Regions from separate parts of the Salmo salar genome. Here region 1 is linked to region 2. The links are chromatin contacts, called in public Hi-C maps. All regions are on one chromosome and are shown on one strand. Each heading gives the region's core, a stretch centred on a gene start, on an enhancer-like site or on the middle of the called end of the contact. The rest is flanking DNA. Distances are from core to core; before and after follow the strand shown. Region 1 holds the start of oaz1b (ornithine decarboxylase antizyme 1b). Region 2 holds the start of tmem38b (transmembrane protein 38B).

Region 1 (3,767 bases), core at 350-2,849, 170 kb after region 2:
AATAAGAACTCCTTCAAGACTGATGGAAAAGCATTCCACGTGACGCTGTCATCAAGGCAAAGGATGGCTACTTTGAAGAATCTAAAATATATTTTGATTTGTTCAACACTTTTTTGGTTACTACATGATTTAATATGTGTTATTTCATAGTTTTGATGTCTTCACTGTTATTCTACAATGTAGAAAATAGTAAAAATTAAGAAAAACCCTTGAATGAGTAGGTGTGTCCAAAGTTTTGACTGGTACTGTATGGTTCAAGGTCACATCTAGATGGTTATCTCAATATTCGTTAGTCAGCCACGCCAAACGGTCTTGAGTGGCAACAAATCTGCCCAATTAGCTGATTCGCATTCCATACACCCACTACTTTCGACACCCACTCGCCCATACTCCGGTCACCATATTGGGCTGCAGCTACTCTTGGAGCTGTGGGGCAAGCAGCAGACCGCTCAACATCACAACAAGTTGGCTATTATGAACTGAAATACTTTAGGTATTGCAGCCTATTCCCTTTATAGTGCAAAAGTGTACACCGTCCATAGGGCTCTGGTCAAAAGTACTGCACTATATAGGAAATAGGGTGCCATTTGGGACATTACCAGTTCATGGCATGGTTAATATGATAAGCATAGTCTGGCATTTTGATTTGGAGCTGGCTAAAGATATGAAAGGAAATTAATCAGCCTAAAGCGTGAATGTTGCTGCATTTCTCTCCATAGGCTTCACATACCAATATGAGACTACTGGTAAGTACACATCATAATGGCAGTGGCCCAATTGGATGAGGCAATCGGTATAGGCCAGTTGCTTTGTCAGCCATTCAACAGAGTTATGTATGAATGTTATGTTTTACTCCAAGGTAAAAGGTCACTGGGGTCAATTTAAGCACTGACTTGTCTTGGGCCATGTTCCAAATGACACCCAGGGAATAGGGTGCCATTTGGGACGTATTCTTGCTTTGCCCCTGGTAATAGCATCCAAGATAAATAGCTACTCCTCAAAGCTTATCCACCAGACATACTGACATTGACACCTTTTAGAGCCAGATAAACAATCCAAGGCTATATCCTCATCCCAAGGAGATTAACCTGCTTGGCGAGAACATAGGTATGTAGCCTATTGCACTCTCTCCCGTCCACTGTTGGGTTCACAGGGAAAATGTTTTTAGCCAAAATGTCTAGTTTGTTGTGGCAAAGTAGTATTTTATACTGCAGGGCAGGCAACGTGGTATTTTATACTGCTGGGGGGGCTAGAGTAACAACATGCAAAACTATACAAATATGTAGCTACTGTATTACATTCAATTGACAATAATATGAATAAGGCCTAGTTATAATTCACCTATTCACCCACTGTGTTCAAGCCATCAATGATGCTGTACCTTTCAATCAAATGAAATGTAACTGAAAGACTAATTATAATGTTGCATGGAGACTACACATTCAACTTTTCTTGCCTTGATGACAAACATCAGCCCTGCTGTCTGTCTGTCTTTGTTGTTCGTTTACTAGCCTTGGTATTTTTCCACTTGCACGGAAGACGCCCCCATGTAGCTAACTTCACCTCTAACTAGCTACGTATCGCTTGTTTTCCCTACGTAGCTCATAGCTTGAGTTCAGAACTGATCGAGCTCTATTCCTCAGCCGACCATTGCAGTGAGCAGTCAGAAGCCAGTCGTGTCTCTCTCCGAGGCCGGATGGTAAAATCCAACCTCCAGCGGATCTTAAACAGTCATTGCTTTGCTCGCGAGAAAGAAGGAAAACCACAGTTCTGTACTACAATGGCGGATTTAAGTAGTAACGTTAATATTTGTGACATGATTGGCAAGTAAGTGAAGACGGAGAAAATAGCGAAGTGAAGTGGGGGATGGTGCATTTTTATCAGTGACGAGGAAGTAGCTACTAATATAAACTGGGATTTAATTTCTTATGACGTAAAATATTCATATTTGTCCACAACTGGTTAGCTAGATAAGTAATCTATGAAACATATCCTACATTAATTTGGAGTGACGAATTATAACGTTATTGTGTAAGGTTAGTCCTCTCTCCCTTAGCTTATCCTAAGCTAGCTAGCTAGCCAAGATACGTCATTTATATAACAGAAGCTAGGCTAAAATCTAGCTACATTATCAAGGTCCTCTAGGAAGCCTAGCTAAATCCATCACCACTTTTTACAAACGGAACACCTTAACCATTTATTTCAATTTTGTTTCAATGGTTGCCAATGACATCGTTTCGTAGTTTAGCTCGATAAGATGATGTAACGTTAGCTGTGTAACTAGCTTGCCACCTGCAAGCATAGCATAGTCAGGTAGCTTAGCTACCGTTAACTCGCTGGTCAACCAGTTAAAAGGCCCAAAATGAAACTGTCATTAGAATGGCTTGTTTAATGGATGAGCAACTTTAAAACTGAAGAAACACGCGGAATCCACGTCCATTGTTACCTTTTCTCTAAACACAATTGATTATTAATCAGAAGGCCCAAGTGACGCAACGTCATTCCTCCATTTGTGACGTCACTCTTTTACGGTTACATTGTAACATTATACCATTATACTATTAGTCCCTCAAAATTATACACCCAAAACAATATTGGAGTCATTATCAAAGTATTGTTGAATTAATCATCCAACCCCTATGAATAAATTAAATAATGGTGCAATTACATATCTACGTGGGATGAATTCATTATTACATTTAGTATGCTATTTATACGTTTGACTTGTAGCGATCATTGGCAGTTTTTTTTGGTCAAGTTAATTTGTCATCCGGCAGATACGCAGTTAAGATTGGCACGTTTTTCCTCATCGTGCACGTTTTCCCCATCGTGGGGCATTCCGAGTATTTTCGGTGAGCCGACTCCCAAACGGCTCTTTGTTCAAAATCCTTGAAAATGGACCTAGCTAGAACTCTGAAAAAAAAGTACAGATATCCAACGTATAGCCCAAAACGTAAACTATTATCTTGCACCCCCCCAAAAAAAATGTTGCAATGAAAAAATTTGCGTGGACCAGATTGACACGCTCTCCATTGTCTAGGCGGTGAGGGTTCACCCTCTAGATAATTATTTTGTAATTTATCTGCAGAAAAACGTTGTTTTTTTTAGATCAAAATGCAGTAGTTGCAGTCTGGGAGCCAAATTAATGGCTCTTTCACCGATGCGGTTCGGTTCCTGACCTTCACCAAAAAGACCCGTTCAAAAAGAGTCGTTCGTTTGCGAATGATCCATCACTAGTGCCCTCCTGATGCAAGGCAGCCTCCAGATGTCCCCTGAACAGCGTTAAGCAACCTGCTGTGTGCCATACAATGCTATCCATCACATACATGGTGGATTATGTTTATTCATGATGTAGTTTTGCCTTGGAATAATACAATTTGTTTAGGTTATATGGCTTTAGTGTGACATATTTTGCCCTATCAAATTTTATTGGTTACATACACATATTTAGCAGATGTTATTGCGGGTGTAGCGAAATGCTTGTGTTCCTAGCTCCAACAGTGCAGTAATATCTAAAAATACACAATAATACACACATCTAAAAGAATGGAATTAAGAAATATATAAATAATAGATTGAGCAATATCGGAGTGGCATTGACTAAAATACAGTAGAATAGAATACAGTATATACATATGAGATGAGTAAAGCAGTATGTAAACATTATTAAAGTTACAAGTGATTCCAAGTCTATGTGTAGGCAGCAGTCTCTAAGGTGCAGGGTTGCATAACCAGGTGGAAGCCGGCAATGATGGCTATTTAATAGA
Region 2 (3,882 bases), core at 1,349-3,848:
AGATGGCAGACAGACCTCCCACTTCCTGTACAACTCACTCAGGGAAGTTTGGACACGGCTTGAAATGACTCTGCTGTATAAAGACAAGTGCTCATGAAAAATACTTTTTATAATAAACACCATCTATATATCAGCGGTGCTTTTCAAGTGGCTCTAAATGTAGAATGCTTTGTGGGAATCATGACAAGATCCAGTGCTGTCTAAAAATGAAGGCCAGCCAGAACAGGATGGAAGACAGAGGGGAAAAGAACAGGCTCTTTTGGAACATTCCTTTCCTTTCTGGGAGAAAATATGTTTTGGAACTTAGACTCTAATAAGCTTCATTGTTCTCTGTGGCTTCAGTTCGAGACTTGATCCCTGATATGGCTGTAGATTCCACTAATATGGCTTTCTGTGTTGTAGAAGCCATCATAATACAGGCAAGGCTATGACCATATCGTGTCACACACACACACTCTCCACACACCCAGAGGAGGGGTTATATGAGGACCACTGGTGCAAGTTGGGTGACCGTGTGATATTTTGGGAGGTTGACAGCAGAGGCAAACTGCACGAGGGCAACCCCCTCCATTACTCAAATCATTCACACCCAGGAAGCCTGTGGGACATATAGACTGTACCCCAATTTACACCCCATTCCAAATTTAGTGCACTATATTTGACCAGAGCCCTATGGGCCCTGGTCAAAAGTAGTGCACTACTGTATATAGGGAATATGGTGCCATTTGGGATGCAGATCATAGCCTATAGGATCAGCAGCGGCTGAGGTATTGACAGGCCAGAGGGAATGAGATGCCACACAAGTCAGTGAAGCCACACTAGCTCTAACCCTGCTGTTTGTTTTAGACCTGAGTTCAAGTCCTATTTGATATCATTTCAAATTCTTTATCTGGGCTTGACTGAGCTTGCCTGCCGCAATGGAACCAATAGAATTGTCACAAAAATGCAACTATTCATCTGGTACTCCAGACAGACTAGAGTAAATGCTTGAATATTTTTTATTTTGAACTCAGGTCTGGTTTGTTTGGGGAAAAGGTCAACCTTGAAGCTGTAAAACTCCACCTGTCTCTAAACTGAGCCACTATAAGAGTGACATAAATATAACAGACTTGGCATAGTGTCAGGCAACCCGATGTGCAGTAGGCCTGTACTGTTGCTGCTACCTATATCACAATGGTTAGTGCCAGTGATAGTGTGTTTGTTGTAAATGTTAAGATAACATATGAGGTCAATACAGCCATGCCATTGACTGATTTACTTTCATTGACCTTTAAGCTTATCATAAACGTTATCGTGATTCATGAATAGGCTACAGTAGTTGATTGTGTTCTCTAAATCACACATTCTGTGTTATTATCCATTTATAGCCTACTGTATGTCATTATCTACATTTGGGTCACGTTTTTCCATCCGTGAGTCTTGAGGCAGTATTGATGCCAAAACAGAACCAGAGAGGAGCCCCATTCAATTATTGATGGGTCTCTTTCGCCTCCCTTCTCAAGCACAGAGTATCAAAATCTTATAGCTGCAAAGCTCCAGTTACATACAGTTCAGGCTAAAGATTAAAACTGAAGTAATTAGTCCCCACGCCCTGATACAGCACAATACACTATCTCACTATGTGTGTGGGAGAGGGATTGTGTGTGTGTGTGTGTGTGTGTGCCCGCACACAATCACTGTCCACTATATGAACTTCCAGAGGCATGTTTAAAAACTTGAAGGGTGCAAAAGTGGCGTGACTTGACCTTGTTAATGTCAACTGGGCAAATAGATAAAACATAAATAGATTTAGCTAGGACTCATGCATAGCTCTGTCACTTTGTAATATGAGGGATGTCAATTCTCAAATTAATCCCGCAGCAGTAATCCATTCCCTAAGATTATTACGCCATCCAGCTGTGGGTATTTCGAAAATGAAAACATGACGTGGCCAAAAACGTTGAATTGTGTGGAATGTTCTCTCAAGTTCCACGTTCTCACACGCTTACTCGAACGCTTACTGTCACGTCTGGTGTGGAGGCAACTCGAGGCGGAATTCTGTCATCAGGGAGCAAAAAGTGTAGTATTCAAGCCTTGCCTTATTGTCATTAAAATATGGAAAGCAACGAAGCAAAACATTCAATAGGCTAGTAGATAGATTAAGCTTTATAAACAGTTATAACTAGGCTACTGTAGTGAACTAGACCGGTCAATGTCAACCCGCTGTTGAACGGTCTTTGCTTACCTGGCTGTTCTCGCAATGCCATCACTGAGACAATGTAATGCGCCGTGTCAAAGTATGGAAACATGGACAGACCAGCCAGTCCATGGGACACTTCGTCCAAATTCAGAACCCCAAACAAATCCATATTTCTGTTACTCTGGAATCCCTCGATATGAGTGCTCTCTACTTCTAATCTTCGAGGTGTTTAAATAAGTGGCAGTCGTCCAACTCCGAGCATCTGAGCAGTCGGTTAGTGGTTTATCCCCGGTCTGTCGCGTCTGTTTTGTCTTCAGAGTTCAGATCAAAACAGCTGGTTCTGACGAGCGCAAAACTGACAACACCTGTTTATCGGTCAGCAACGGCTCCCTATGGACAAGGGACAGCCAATGCAATGCCATTGACATCAGGATGCGGAATTCCGGCTACGTAAGTCCGTCAATGAGGTGGCGGTTGGAGCGAGCGGAGCTCTCTGATTGGCAAGAAGTGGAAGGATGAGCCAATCAGAGGTGTGTGTGTGGCTCGCGGACTGACGCTATAGGACAGGTTTCGCAATACACTTCTGCACGCGCGTGGACACACACGCACACACAGACACACACACGCACACGAGCATACAGGTTGCAACTATTTACATAATTGTAATTACATGAGCAGCAGGTACAGTTATGCACAGGTTATTATCGTTGCAACTGTTTGTATTGTGCATAGGTAGCGTGTAACAACTGTGTAGGTACACTTTGCATCAGTCATTACAGTATAACATGTAACAATTTGTGTAGGTTACCTACTGTAGGCTAGCCTACCTGCCAAAAAGAAAAAGGGGATGCATGTTGTATGTGTAGGTTTATTTTGATCGAACAGTTCGTGAACAAGAACATGTCTACTGTAGATCAAGTTGAGGGCTCAACCATGGACTTAGATAGACATCGCATCTTTGTATCTGTCCCATTATGGCGCCTGTGAGAGCACGGCAGCGCCATGGAGTCCACCTCCATTTTCAATAAATGTTCTTCTTCTACTATATCTATACGTTGGCCAACAAACTGAAAGGGTACATACTGCCACTTGGAACATGTTGTTTGAACAGGTATAAATCCAAGGTTGGCGATTTGCTGCCACCTGCAGTTATGGAACGTTTGCTCAGAGGTATAATTCATTGGCTGACATAGCCGCAGGAAGATGTTTGGGGGTGGGGGGGGGCTGCGACTTTTTTGCTGACGTTACAGATGGCTATATCGGGCCTTTAATACATGACTAGTGAAGGACTTTTTTTAAACTTTTGTTTTAAATTATGATTTTTCACAGGATGCTGCAGCACCCACAGCACCCCTATTTCCCACAGCTATGATGGCTGATAATCTCTCCTGGTGACCTGGATGGAATTATGTGATCCTTCCTTAACCCAGAGGAAGTCCCACCCAGTTGACCACTTCAAAATGGGGAAAGTCCTCAATGTCGCTGCCCAGGGCCAGCGTTATGGGGCCTGGCCCGACATACTCTACCTCCTTGCCCGTCCAAATAAAATATTGAAATATTGATTGTTTATTTGACCGAGACAAGCGCCCACAGAAAGGAACATCAATCTCAGATAAAGCATCTGAGCGAGCGAAACAGCGCCCCTCTGTCTCAGTATGTTTAGACCATGTATCTGATGCAGTCTGGACAAAAATAGTATGGCA

The links. Hi-C and Micro-C count contacts between places; a contact is called where the count stands out from the background.
Region 1: a Hi-C map of gill shows a contact between it and region 2, with 5 times the contacts expected there. The contact joins the promoter of oaz1b here to the promoter of tmem38b in region 2. A contact is called at or near these places in 3 of 3 Hi-C or Micro-C datasets (blood, gill and muscle).

What each region holds. Positions count from the first base shown.
Region 1 is chrssa01:124,566,024-124,569,790 of Ssal_v3.1, forward strand. oaz1b (ornithine decarboxylase antizyme 1b) reads left to right here and starts at 1,600. Exons shown (of 6, transcript XM_014125339.2): 1 at 1,600-1,827. The coding sequence starts at 1,697.
Region 2 is chrssa01:124,397,717-124,401,598 of Ssal_v3.1, forward strand. tmem38b (transmembrane protein 38B) reads right to left here and starts at 2,599. Exons shown (of 6, transcript XM_014125291.2): 1 at 2,225-2,599. The coding sequence starts at 2,348.